Linked DNA regions of Anas platyrhynchos: region 1 is linked to region 2. A link is a contact called in public Hi-C data. All regions are on one chromosome and are shown on one strand. The core of a region is the stretch at or near the end of the contact, and the rest is flanking DNA. Distances in the headings are between cores, read along the strand shown. Region 1 holds the start of SMIM13 (small integral membrane protein 13). Region 2 holds the start of LOC113842743 (transmembrane protein 14C).

Region 1 (6,153 bases), core at 3,333-5,832, 140 kb after region 2:
TTTCCATGTGATTATGGGTAGATCGTTTAAATATTTTTTCTACAGCTAGTCAAAGATTTTCTTCTTCCTTCTGCTGTTGCCTTAGGGTAATTGAATGTAGATTTGTCACAATGCTGAGCTCTGACAGCAGCAACTAACATAAGTGAAAGTTCTGCTTTGCTACACAGTTATGAATCTGTGCTACAAATACATTAAATACAAGAGAAGCATTACATTTTCCACATGTACCAGCTGGAAAGGAAACCAAAAATGGCAGGTGCAAAAGCAGTTGATATTTCAAACACCTGTTTCAGCCTCAGTCCTCTCCCTGGCTCATGGAGGATTAAAACATCCCTCCTCATTTTGCTACACAAACATGACCACCAGTTAACTGACTGCTGTGAAACAACTGGTTAGTCTAGATGCATCAGCTCTCACACCCTTTAAATAAGGCTTGTACCTTCAGAATCTGGATTACTCTTCACTGCTACTGGTCTTTAGCTCTCTTATTTGCAACATTGCATGTCTGTGCTGCTCTGTGAAATTGCATCAAATACTCCTGCTTTGGCCTGCCCCATGGTCTGGTGTACTAATTAGCAGAAGCACTCTAAGAGGTCTGCTCATTGGTCTTGGGCTACAGTTCCTATGCTGCATGATGACCTTGGCCAACCTTTTTTTTCTAACCCACAAAACATACATCAATGCATAGATGGTCATGTGCACTGACAGAAAAGATATAAGAAGGTTGATCAGTGTTGAGCGTCATAGGAAAAAGTATTGAATGTACAATATTGATAGTGCGCAGTGACCAAATGTTGCAAGGTGATGGATAAAAGATGGCAATGACTTTAATAAGTCATAAAGCTCATTATCAATATTTTTTTTTCCATCCTCTTCAGGGAACAGGTGAGACACGTTCAATTCTGCAACTCCATATTGCACATACACATGTAAGAAACTAGGTAGATCAAGCTTAGATTTGCATAAACAACCTAATTTCTCAAATTTCAGAAATTAGAAACTTCACTGATTAGAAAAAATCATCACTTTCTTTTAATATACTTTCTTGTATTTGATTCCACAGACTTCTGAAACAAACAAACAATATCCGTATTGTAGCTCACTTATCCCAAACGCATCATCATCGGTATTGATACAAACTTCTGGCACATTAATATACATGTACGAACTGATACAGAATCATAGAATCATTTAGGTTGGAAAAGAGCTCTGAAATCATCTAGTCCAACCTTTAACCTAGTACAGACAAGTCCACCACTAAACCATGTTACTACGCTCCACATCTACACATTTCTTGAAAACCTCCAGGGATGGTGACTCAACCACTTCACTGGGCAGCCCATTCCAATTTTGCACAACCCTTTCAGTAAAGTAATTTCTCCTAATATCCAACCTAAACTTCCCCTGGCACAACTTGAGGCCATTTCCCCTCATCTTATCATTTGCTGCTTGAGATAAGAGCCCGAGCCTCACCTTGCTACAACCTCCTTTAAGATAATTGTACAGTGTGACAAGGTCTCCCCTGAGCCTTCTTTTCTCAAAGCTAAACAACATCATCTCCTTGTAAGATGTAGCAGGGAAGATGCGTGCTTATTTAATTTAATTTTGTTCTGAAGAAAAGTCTAAGATAAAGTATATATAATGTTTCCATTTTATTTTTATTATTATTTAGATGGAATCTGCATATATGTTTCATTTTACACAATGTGTTCCACATGATCCACATGAAAGGTTTTATTTATTAGGAAACACGGGATAACAAAGACTATATTCACCAAATGATTAGAGAAGGAAGTGTTTCTCCTGTTATCTCACAACTTGGTTAAAGTATAACATCCACAGTGTTACCCCTTGACTGTGCCTGTGAGGATGTGAACTTGAATTTAACTGCTTCAACAATTATGCTACACAGTCTTTTTTATGTGCTTGTTGATGGCAATTTCAGTACTGCATTCATACTGGTCTCCAGCAATCCCAGGCCACTGAGACCAGAGGGAAAGTGTGGAACATGGAAGACTTGCCGGCAGTAAAGGAGGACCATCTTAGGGAGCACTTCAACAAACTGGATATACATAGGTCCATGGGGCCCGATAGGTTGTACCTATGAGTGCTGAGAGAGCTGGATGATGTCATTGTGAGGTAATTCTTAGTAATTCTTAGTTGTCTTTGAAATGTACTAGTGACTGGGAGTGATTCCGGCAGACTGGAAGAGAGCATATGTCACTCCTATCTTCAGGGAGGAAGACCTAGAGAAATACAGGCCAGGCAGTCTTATCTCAAACCTTGGGAAGACGATGGAGAAAATCTTTGTGGAAGTGTCTCCACATACACGAAGGACAAGATGATCGTGAGTAGTTAGCATGGATTTAAGAACAGAGAATCATGTCTAATCGACCTGATAGCCTTCTACATAAGGTAGTTAGCCCAGTGGATGAGAGGAGAGTGTTATACTGGGCTGCATTAGGTAGAACATTTCTGGTAGGTCAGAGGACGTAATGAGGTAATCCTGCTCAGCTAACCCTGTGGTTAGGACATGTGTGTACTGGGTGAGAAACCTTGTTGAAATTAGGCAGAAGGTGAAATGCTTCAGCTTCAATCATGATATTCTGAAAATTTTTGGATTGTATGTTCTCCTCAGATTTAAGCCAGTTATGATTCATGAAGCTTATTTGTTCTATTTACTCTTCATTTGCTTTGTGGGATAAAAAAAGTTTTTAAGTACATCACTTTTTTTTTTTTTTTTTTTTTAACTAAATATGTAACAGCTGCTAGGTTGGACATTTCTCTCCTTTTGGTGGTTACTGTTCAACCTGAGAAGTCTTGTGGTTAGGAAGCTTTTCTGATATTCATGTCACGTTTTTCCTTTCTATAAGAGAATTAAATTTCTTGTAGTATAATTTGAGAGCACTTTAATTAACAGAAGATAAGTGATTTAGAACAGTTAGTATGAGCAACCAAAATATGGTATCTGCTTTGCCTTTTGAGCTAGTTCTTTTAAACTAAGAGCATTTACCATTTCAAGATGCCTTAAATTCAAGCCTGAAGACCCATCACATTCAAATTTAACATTCTGAAGAAACACACACTTAAACAAATACAATTAAGGATTTCCAAACTGAACATATGTTGATTAAAAGACCATCTTCCTGTGCAGTGTAATATGAGAAATTTAGTTGCTTCCTGTTTTCATTTTTATTGTGTAATATACTGCTTTGGATGGTATCACTGTTATAGATATTTATCACTCAAAAATGACTTCATTCCAAAATAGTTTTCCAAGATAATTTTTTCTTCAGTTATGGTTGCTGATGTGTTTCAGGGATGTGAATTAATTAACTACTATTACTAAACCGGTTTGGAACTGTAGGATAATGTATATGAAATTTTTTAATAGACCCCAAATATGACAGCTACTTTACAGGAATGTGGCAATTCCATACCCAGAGAATGTACTCTCTGTGAAAACTAAAAAAAAATAGAGAAACACAGCACTGTAGCTAGGAGGGAACTTACTTATTTTTCAAAAGCGAATACAGTATCTGTTATTGCTTTGCTGTTTGTTTGCAATACAGAAGATACCTTGCATAAGTATGCATGTAACAACTGCTTAGGTTAGTATTAGAGTGACATTTAAAGATGTGGAGGCATTAACAAAGTACAAAGTTATTGAGAAGTATCAGAAAAGGTGTTTCAAGTGGAATTAAACTTGCAAGACATGATGAGTGGGTTAGGCAGAGTATTAAATAGGGCTTGGAATTATAGGAGAATAGTCTAAAATAAGAAGATGGAACTCTGGTCTGATTTGGTGAAGTGACAGCAAATTTCAGAATGTGAATGGAGGATTACAAGTGCAGGTAATTTTAGGTTACAGGTTTCCTGAAAGGAGGAGGCACATGACATACTCAACGAGCAAGAAAAGAAAGAACTTTAGCTTCACTTAGAAGGGGAGGTTTTAAAATCAACCATGTAAGAAACACAAAGGATAAGTGGATTAGCCTTCGACATCCCCCTGCAATGGTGACATCTTCATGGGCAGTCACAGCTCTGCTCTTGTGGATTTAAGCACACGTTTTCAGTAGTTTTAGGAACATCAGCCGGTGTCTCCCATGCTACAAGGGAAAGTCACAACCTTTTCTTTTCCAGTGCTAAAGGTGAAAGTGCTAAAGTCTGCACCAGTGGGGCTGTATCGGTGAGGAGCGCAGCCTTTATCTCACGATTCCTGGCAGTTATCATTTCCTCGGATTTCCCTAGTGAGGGCAGGGCAGCTGCAGTGTTAGCACCACAGGTCCCGTGGAATTTGCACCCCCGCTGTAACGCGCACATCAAACAGCGGGAAGCCAGCACAGCGATGACAAAGTGAAGAAAAACGACGGGCTCCCTCAGCGCGGGGGAAGAACTGCCTCCTCAGAGCCGCTGAGGCGCCGGACCCTTCTCGGGCGGCCATTACAGGCGCTGGCGCAGCGACACCATCCCGCGGCGGGGACAGGCGGCAGGGCGCGGGGCACGCTGGGACTTGTAGTCCGCGCCGCGCAGAGGCCTGCGCGCTCCTGCGGGAGCCGAACTCGGACTCCCGGTGAGCCCCGCGCGCCCCTCAGGGCCCGCCCCGCCTCTGCTCCGCGGAGCGGCGGGGGGCGACGCCGCCGCCGCCAGCTCGCGTGGGGCCCCCCCCGGCTCCGCCAGCCCTCGGAGCTGCCCTCCGCGCGGGGGGCGAGCGGGCAGCATGTGGCAGAGCATCGGGCTGACCCTGCTGGTGATCGTGGCCACCCTGGCCTGCGTGCTGCTCTTCATGCTGTGCGGTGAGTGGCCGCGGGGCGCGGGGAGGAAAATCCCTCCCGGACCTGTGCTGAGTGGGGGGGCCGGGGCGTCGGGATGGGGGTTCAAAAAGCAGCCCCAGCATGCAGGGTAAGCGCCACCAAGCCCAGCTGCGGTGCAGACCTGTGAGATGTGAATCCACCCGGCGTCTGCTGCTCGGGGGGTTTATTTTTCTGAAAACCAAGGGGGGTGACCTGAAGGCTCAGCTGGCATCTAATGCTTTTGAAAAGAGTTGTGCTCAAAACTGCATCGCGAAAAGATGTAGTAACGTCAAGGGGCTCGACAGTGAAACGGCAGGTGAAATCCAGTATTGACATCTGTGGAGTTACACCCCTGAGAACTGAGAGGTATGTGCATACGTAAATCATGTGGAGAAGCTTAAGGGGTTCAGACTGAACTGTTACTATCCTGAACAGAGGATTAAATCAAGGCACTCAAAGAAACTTTCCGAAATACATTTAATTCATTGTAGAAACGACATAGGCAAATCAAATGTTAAGACATTTAATATAAAATAGAAAATGCCATTATATTGCTACAAGGACCTATCACGTGCCTGTATCTCAGTGTATTTCCATTACCTTATTTATAGAGAAAAAGATCTCCCAGATTATTTTTTTTAAAAGCATAGAACGGTGAGAGCTGTGCAGTGATTTCTGCATGAAGAGATTCTAACTAGGTTAGAGCTGTCTAGCCTGGAAAACAGTTGAATGATGGAAGGTGATAGTTATAAAACTGAGTAGAGTGAAAAAGGTGAACAGGGAATGGTTGTTCCATTTCCTTGTTACAGAGGAATTGGAGTATATAAAGGGAAATGATCAGGCTTAAAAAAGAAAGAAAAAAAAGGAGAAAGTATTATTTTACACAAAGAAAGGGGAAAATGGTAAGCTCATGAAGAATATTAAGAATATTTTTGATTCTAAAACTTATCTTTCTTCTATGAACTTTAAATGGTCCATCAATGTGTTTAAGCCCTAGTACTAATGTTAAAAGGTAAGGGAACATCTGAAATACAGATTATTGGGGGTAGGTGAGGCACCTTGTAAGCTTTCCCTGCTCCTTTGCTCTTTTCTCCTGTATCCCTTCTTGTCCATTGTCACAGACTGAACAGTGACACAGGTGGATATCTGTTCTGAGATGGGTTTCTTGTCTTCAGTGGATATTGTCTGGCCATCTTCTGTCTTTTGGAGGTGCAATGTATTTACTAGGCTTTCCGTGCTGTCAGAGTACACGTGAGAGATCATTAATGCTGAAGGCTAAGAATAACTTTACAACATACTGTTCAAAATCAGAAACATTTTCTCTAGGTGTTTCTGCTTTTGTCTCTGTATGACAAATGGT
Region 2 (6,417 bases), core at 11-2,510:
AAAAGGTTCTGACAGCTGACCTCAATAAATACATCTAAATCAGTGTGACCTGACAGTATTAGCAGTGCTATGGAATATCAATAACAGACATTGCCCCCATTTTTTTCTACAGATACAGTGATAACAAACAAACAAAAAATTCTTTCCAATACTACTTTTGACTGTCTTTCTGAATCAGTATGAACAGCAGAGCAAAGTTTTCCATGCTGTTTCACCCCCTCAAAGCTGACTGGGCCTGTATTGATGCTGTATGAGCTGCTTCATTCCCATGCAAAATTCTGTGCTTTTTCTAGATGCTGCATCATCCTTTCTTCATTCCCTAGCATCTCAGATGTCCGGTCTATTAAAAAAAAAAAAAAAAAAAAAAGAAAAAAAAAAAAGAGAGAGAAGCAGCATGCATTCCTTTTTTTTTTATTTTTTTTATTTTTTTTTTGTCACTCAATACATGAACTAGGAAGGAGAGGATGCTTGGAAGCGAGGAAGTTTGGAGGAGCTGATGGCATGCTCTATCAGAGAGGTAGGGAAGAGATACCACCACTGCATCACGCCGTGCTTGCTGTCATCTTAGTCTAGGACAAATCTTGGACTCATCACCAGGGTTTGTTGAACTAGTCCGTTAATGCAGGTAGGTGGTGGTGCAAGACATGGAGCGCTCTGGTGCACAGTTGTACAGCACCGTAGTCAGTCCTGCAATGGGATGTATGAGCTGACAGGGCTGCTTCTTGTGGAATTTTCTCCTACAGGGTTCTAAGTACCTCTTTGATGTGAGAGCTAAGAGTTCCTTCCCAGGCTTTCACCTTGCTAACATACAGCCTTTCTCCAGTCCCAGCAGGCACTGCCGGGGTCTCACTTCCCACCCCGCAACGCAGCACCGTGGCCTTAACAGCGGAGCCGTGGCGTTATTAGCTCGCACGGCCTGGCACAAGGCAGCAGAAGGGGCAAGCAGCACTGGGCGTGCGATGGCGAGCAGTTACCCCAGGCTGAGACCTGACGGCAGCACACCCGCGGGGCCAGCCCGTGCTGTGCTGGCCGGAGCTGCACCTTCAGCCCTGCGCCATGTGCGTGGCTGCAGGCACCGTGCTGCCAGTTGTGCCTAACGCGTGGCTTCCACGCTGTTTCGGGGCACCCTCACACACCGCTTTATTGAACACCGGGCATCCTCACAAGCCCCTTCACCGAAGCTCGGGAGCCCTCAGAAACGCCTCTCTCAGAGTCACCCGTCCCCTCCCCCCCCCTACACACAGGGGCGGGACGCCGGGCAGGCACCGCCCGGCCCAGCGGCAAGGTCGGCGGGGCGCTGCCCAGCGGCCGTTGCGTTCCCTGCGCTCCGCTGCGCTCCGCCCGGCCGGCCGGGGGTAGCCGCGGGCCCGCCGATGGCCTACGACTGGGTCGGCCTCGGCTACGCCGCGCTGGTGGCCTCGGGGGGCATCATCGGCTACGCCCGGGCAGGTGGGGGCGGGCCGGGGGAGCTGCATTTGTGCATTTGGTTGTTTATTTATGCGTGTGTTCGGGGCGCGGGCCTGCTAACGGCTTTCTCCTTCCCTCACCCAAGGCAGCGTCCCGTCTCTGGCCGCCGGGCTCCTCTTCGGTGGTTTGGCGGGGTTGGGGGCCTACCAGCAGGCCCAAGACCCAAAGAATATCTGGCTTTCTCTCGGTAGGTGCGCTTTGTGTTTCTGCACCAGGCGTGCCTGGTAGCGGTGCGAGTAGCAGCGCTTTTTCTAGCGCGTTTTTTTTAATTTGTGCAGGTGTTGTAAATGGCGGCAGGGCCTCCTGCACGTAGCTGGAGGTGTCTGTGTAAGGTTTGTAGGCTCTGAAACCTCGCTGCCCCTCGAAGCTGGAAATTCAGTGAGAAACACCTCCCTCTGCTGCCAGGCTTGATGCCACCTTAGACTGATGCAGGTGCATGGTGCAGCTACGAGAGCTGTGGCTGCAGAGGGGTGCACAGGCATCTCCGTACAGCATGTGCTTCAGTGTGTCCCACGCTAGGGGAGAAAGCCTGAAGCCTCCAAAGCAAAGGAGGGAATGGTGATGTACTCTCCTTGTTTACAACAGATGATAGGAGAAGTTGTGGGTTTAGCTGGTAGTAAACCCCTCAGGTGAAACAAAAGGCTGCAGGTGTGGCTCCAGCTGAGCTTAGATTGGTCACACTACCTCATAAGGAAATCTCTGAGAGAAGAACCTCCTTTTTAGAGCAGAAATGTACCTTGAGGATATATTTTACCCTGTCTGATAGAAACTAATGTGAAGTTTTTATAACACCTGCCTTTATTCTTCAAAGAAATGGCAGCCCTGTAACTTTTTATGTGAGTATTGATTGGATTTGTTCCAGAGTTAACAATCAAATAATTAGGAATCGTGTTTAAAACATTAGTTGCTCTTTCAGGTTGATCCTTTGGCTTGTTTTTATTTGCTAATTCGTATTTCAAGTGGAGTTTTATGTCTGAAGTTATTGTTGTTAAGCCATTAAAAAATGTACTGTAGCTCATAATTACTGTTGACTCTTAATCTTGTTCAAAGCTAACTTCTTTTGCATGAATGTATGTAGGAACGTAGCATTCAAATCTAATGTCAAAATGCAACTATTAATTTAGTTCCACCTTTCAGTTCCAAAGGTCACCAAGAAAGGGGCAGTGTAATAATATTTGGCTCCCCCATGGTGATCTTTGTCACTGTCCCACCTTTTTGGCCATTTTGAGGATATCTGTATTCAAGGAAGTAATCATTCGCCTTGCACAAATAAGGAGAAATTGAAGGGGAGCTAGTAATTTGCACAGGGGATCAGAGTTTTTCGGTGTTTAGGCAGTGGTCTTAACTCATTAGAACTACTCATCTCTAGTGAGCAGCAGAGTATGCTTACCAAACTGCTGTAAAGCTTTCAGCTGCTCTGCTACTTAACAGAAACAAGGAAAATGTTTACTTCTGTGGGGAGGAGGGAGGCATTCCTGCCTGTGTATTTGTGCCTGCTTGGCACTGCCAGTTGCCCTGACAGTGCTGTGCTGGTGCTTCAGACCTGCTTCCCTCACGTAGTCCTGACTGCACTTCTCTTTTATCAGTGGCATCTGGAACCTTGTCTGCTGTTATGGGAATGAGATTTTACAACTCCAGAAAAGCAATGCCTGGGCTGATTGCTGGGGCCAGGTAGTCACCTGTTTTCTGTTCTCGTCCACATTTTGAATAAGCATTTTATTTAACATATACATGCCTTATAGTGTTTAAAAATATTACACGGTGAGTCCTGTGAAAAATGAAATCTTATGTTGGAGTTCAGCTAAATTAAATCATATCAAGTTTTCATGTTGTTTTTTAAGATTTTTTGCTACCCCTTGCTTTTTTTTTTTTTTTTTTTTAACAAATATTCTGTTCAACAGTATACTGATGGTTGGACGGCTTGGATTGCAGATGATGGAAAAACCTCTTAAGCCATAAGCCTATCTTCGAGTGACTTGATGCAGATCATTAAGAAGCCTGGAAATGCAACTGCCTGAATGTACCACACAAAATAGAAAAGGCACTACTGACTGTGCACTGTATTTTTCATATCCTAACGCACATGGGTCTGTCTTTAAAGGACATAGACCGAGAACCTGTGTTGTCTTCCAAACTGGCACTTATCTCAGTATCTAAATTATGAAGGAAGAAAATATGAGTGTGGGGTTAGTTCAGATGCTTGTTCCGCAGATGACTGTAGAAAGAGGCCTGTTGGCGCTTTTGCGTGCTGATAGGAATGAGGCTTAAATATACGTGTGGACTTAAAATCTGAAATCCTTTGTACTTCTGAAACAATGGGAGACAAGTTGCCAACTTGTTGCTAATACTGTCAATAACAAATGTGTTTGTTCTGTCACCTTTCCCCTCCCACTTCCCTGACAGCTTATCTGCTCATCACGTTTGTCAGTCAGGGCCTTTTTTCTGCTAGGGCCGTTAGAGCCCACAAAACAATCATGGAGCAGGCTGTCAAGTTGCTATTGTGATACAGTGAAAGTAAACCCCTTAATTAGTTTTTCATGAGGAAAAGTGCCCTGCTTAATGTCATTCATTTCACTTTTACATACTATCACTGGTAAGAGAAATAAAAAATGTGCTTCATTAGATAATGCTGAATTGTAGTCATAGCACTTGGATTTCATGAGAATTAAAATGTTATTCTAAATAAATGAAAAAATTATGATTACAAACTTACATTCTCTGTAACTGTTTTCTTTAATCATTCATCTGGATTGATGCAATTTGGTACCTCTTCTGTAGAGTATCTACATGTATTTGTGAATGTGAATTGTAGAAATTATCCTTGTTCCATTCCCTGAATATAGGGACTTTTAAGTTTCCTGAACTGGTTGGGGAGGAGGAGTATAGCCAGAGGAAAAAAGCATCTGCTTTATATATTCATACAAGTATTTAATTGTTGTTGTTTTTTTTTTTTGTTGTTTTTTTTCTGAGAGAAAATAATCTATTTAAGATTGGAAAATACTCTCAGTGAAAGTTTATTTAAAGACTAAAGGGCTCAGATGATTCCCTCACAAGTACTCTGTTGCCTGAAATCATTCTAAATATAAACTTGCAGCGCAGCTGGGAGCTATGCGTGGATGGTAATATATCCCTTCCTGGTATGATCTGTCTTATGTCCCTTTCTGCACAGGGCCTGAACTTGATGTTCACAACCTCTGGTGTCTGGTACTGCGAGCAATGGAAGTGGTGGGATTGATCTGTTAGGTTAGATAGCTTGCAGGGCCTCATTTGTTCAGAGTTCCCTAAGTACTGAGCCAGTACCTCGGCAGGAGGATGACCACGTACGTATTTTTTTCTTCCCTTTTTCCTTCCTTTCTTGTTGGATAGTTTTATGCTCTGGACATGGATGGGAGCAGCGGAAGTGGGAAGTCTATTCCCATAGGAAGAGGTGAGAGTTTCAGCAAAACAGGCAGGGCAGTGACCTCCCTGAGGATGGCATGGCCCCTGCTACCTGAGCAGGTCATGAGATCGCATCCAGTGGCAGTGTCTGAGGTCTGCCACAAGTACGGGGATTTGTCTAGCAGGTTGCAGCAATGAGGCAAGGTTGGGGAGGCCAGGAAATCAGGCAGGCCGGGAAATCAGTGGATGGGGTTGCAGTCAGTAGGGACATGGCTGGGCATGGGCATAGCTGCAACACAGCTTCCCCAAGGACCAAGGGTTGTGATCACTGCTGCTACAGAGCGCAGCTGCCAGCAGCCTAGTCTTGGGCCACACAGCTTGGGTTACAGCTGGCCTTGAGCACAGGCAGAGATCCAGCAGTTTTCTAATTGCATAATGCTGGTCTCAAATCAGATAACTTGCAAGTCTAGGCAGCAGTTGTCCTTTAATGGACAACAAGGCAATGAAAAGCAGGGAATTGGACCAAAGAGTTTATGCCTTGCTGTTGTTTAATGTGCTGTGGAAAGCAGTAGCCTGAATTGAGAACTGCTGCTGGAACTCTTTGTTTCTACTTCTCACAGTCAGGAGGAACAGTAAGCCAAACCAAGGGAGGATCAGAGTTTGACAATTGTGTACTTTTTATCCCCTTTGAGTGTATACTAAAGTTCTTAAGTAGCTGGCATTTCTGCACTGAAAGCATGTGTCAGTGGATCAGGGTTAACATGACTGTAGAGAGCCTTATTAGTCTCCTACTGGTTGCAAGAAAAACTTAACACTTGTCATACTTTGATTATGGACAAGTCAAGACCGTTGTGGTTATGTCAAAATAGTTTCAATGTCCATTAGTATATGGTAAGGATAGTGTGCTTCTTCTAGCCATATTTAATGCAACAAGTACTACGTTTTTCTGCTCTAGGTAAATATTAGTGAGCTATGGCCACATAATTAGTTAGTTGCTTGCCTAGACTGTGACTGTAACTAACTCATTGGCATCTTGTACTAGAGACGAGTGATGGATTTCTCTTGTTTTTTGTTTTTTTTTTTATAAATGCACTGGTTTTACAATTAACAGAATTTCTACAGATAAATTAAGGTACATTTAAATAGCATATGAAGGCCTGCTAGCAGTAAGGGAATAACAAATACTTGAGAGTAGACCCATGGCAAATGAATTAAAGTTTCTAGTGTGTTAGTAACTAGATACTCCTATCCCTGTACATTTCTTCCAGTATTAGTGTTTTGTTTAGGTGCTGCTTTTATAACAAACCATATAATTTTTTGGTAAAACAGCTTAAGATGAAATTGACATACATTAAGTTCTGTAGCCCATATATTATGGCACATTAGGTCAACAGTAGAAATTAAAATCTTGTATGTAGTTATAAAAATCATACAAATACTTCTCTTTTTACAATGCCTAAAGTAATCATTAACAGCTGTACATCTTTAAAGAACATACTAATTTTGCACTTGAAATTGGCAGGGTTTATGTAATTACTAATTATGTAATTACAGTCCAAAGTATCTATTCTG

What was found. A called contact is a pair of places that touch in the nucleus more often than the background predicts.
Region 1: a contact with region 2 is called in a Hi-C map of subcutaneous adipose tissue, with 2.5 times the contacts expected there. The contact joins the promoter of SMIM13 here to the promoter of LOC113842743 in region 2. A contact is called at or near these places in 3 of 8 Hi-C or Micro-C datasets (liver, skeletal muscle and subcutaneous adipose tissue).

The regions. Positions count from the first base shown.
Region 1 is chr2:91,625,430-91,631,582 of IASCAAS_PekinDuck_T2T, forward strand. It overlaps SMIM13 (small integral membrane protein 13), which reads left to right and starts at 4,583. Exons shown (of 2, transcript XM_027451574.3): 1 at 4,583-4,796. The coding sequence starts at 4,721.
Region 2 is chr2:91,489,741-91,496,157 of IASCAAS_PekinDuck_T2T, forward strand. LOC113842743 (transmembrane protein 14C) reads left to right here and starts at 1,261. Exons shown (of 4, transcript XM_027451591.3): 1 at 1,261-1,449; 2 at 1,553-1,654; 3 at 3,054-3,138; 4 at 3,369-4,179. The coding sequence starts at 1,374. The coding sequence ends at 3,426.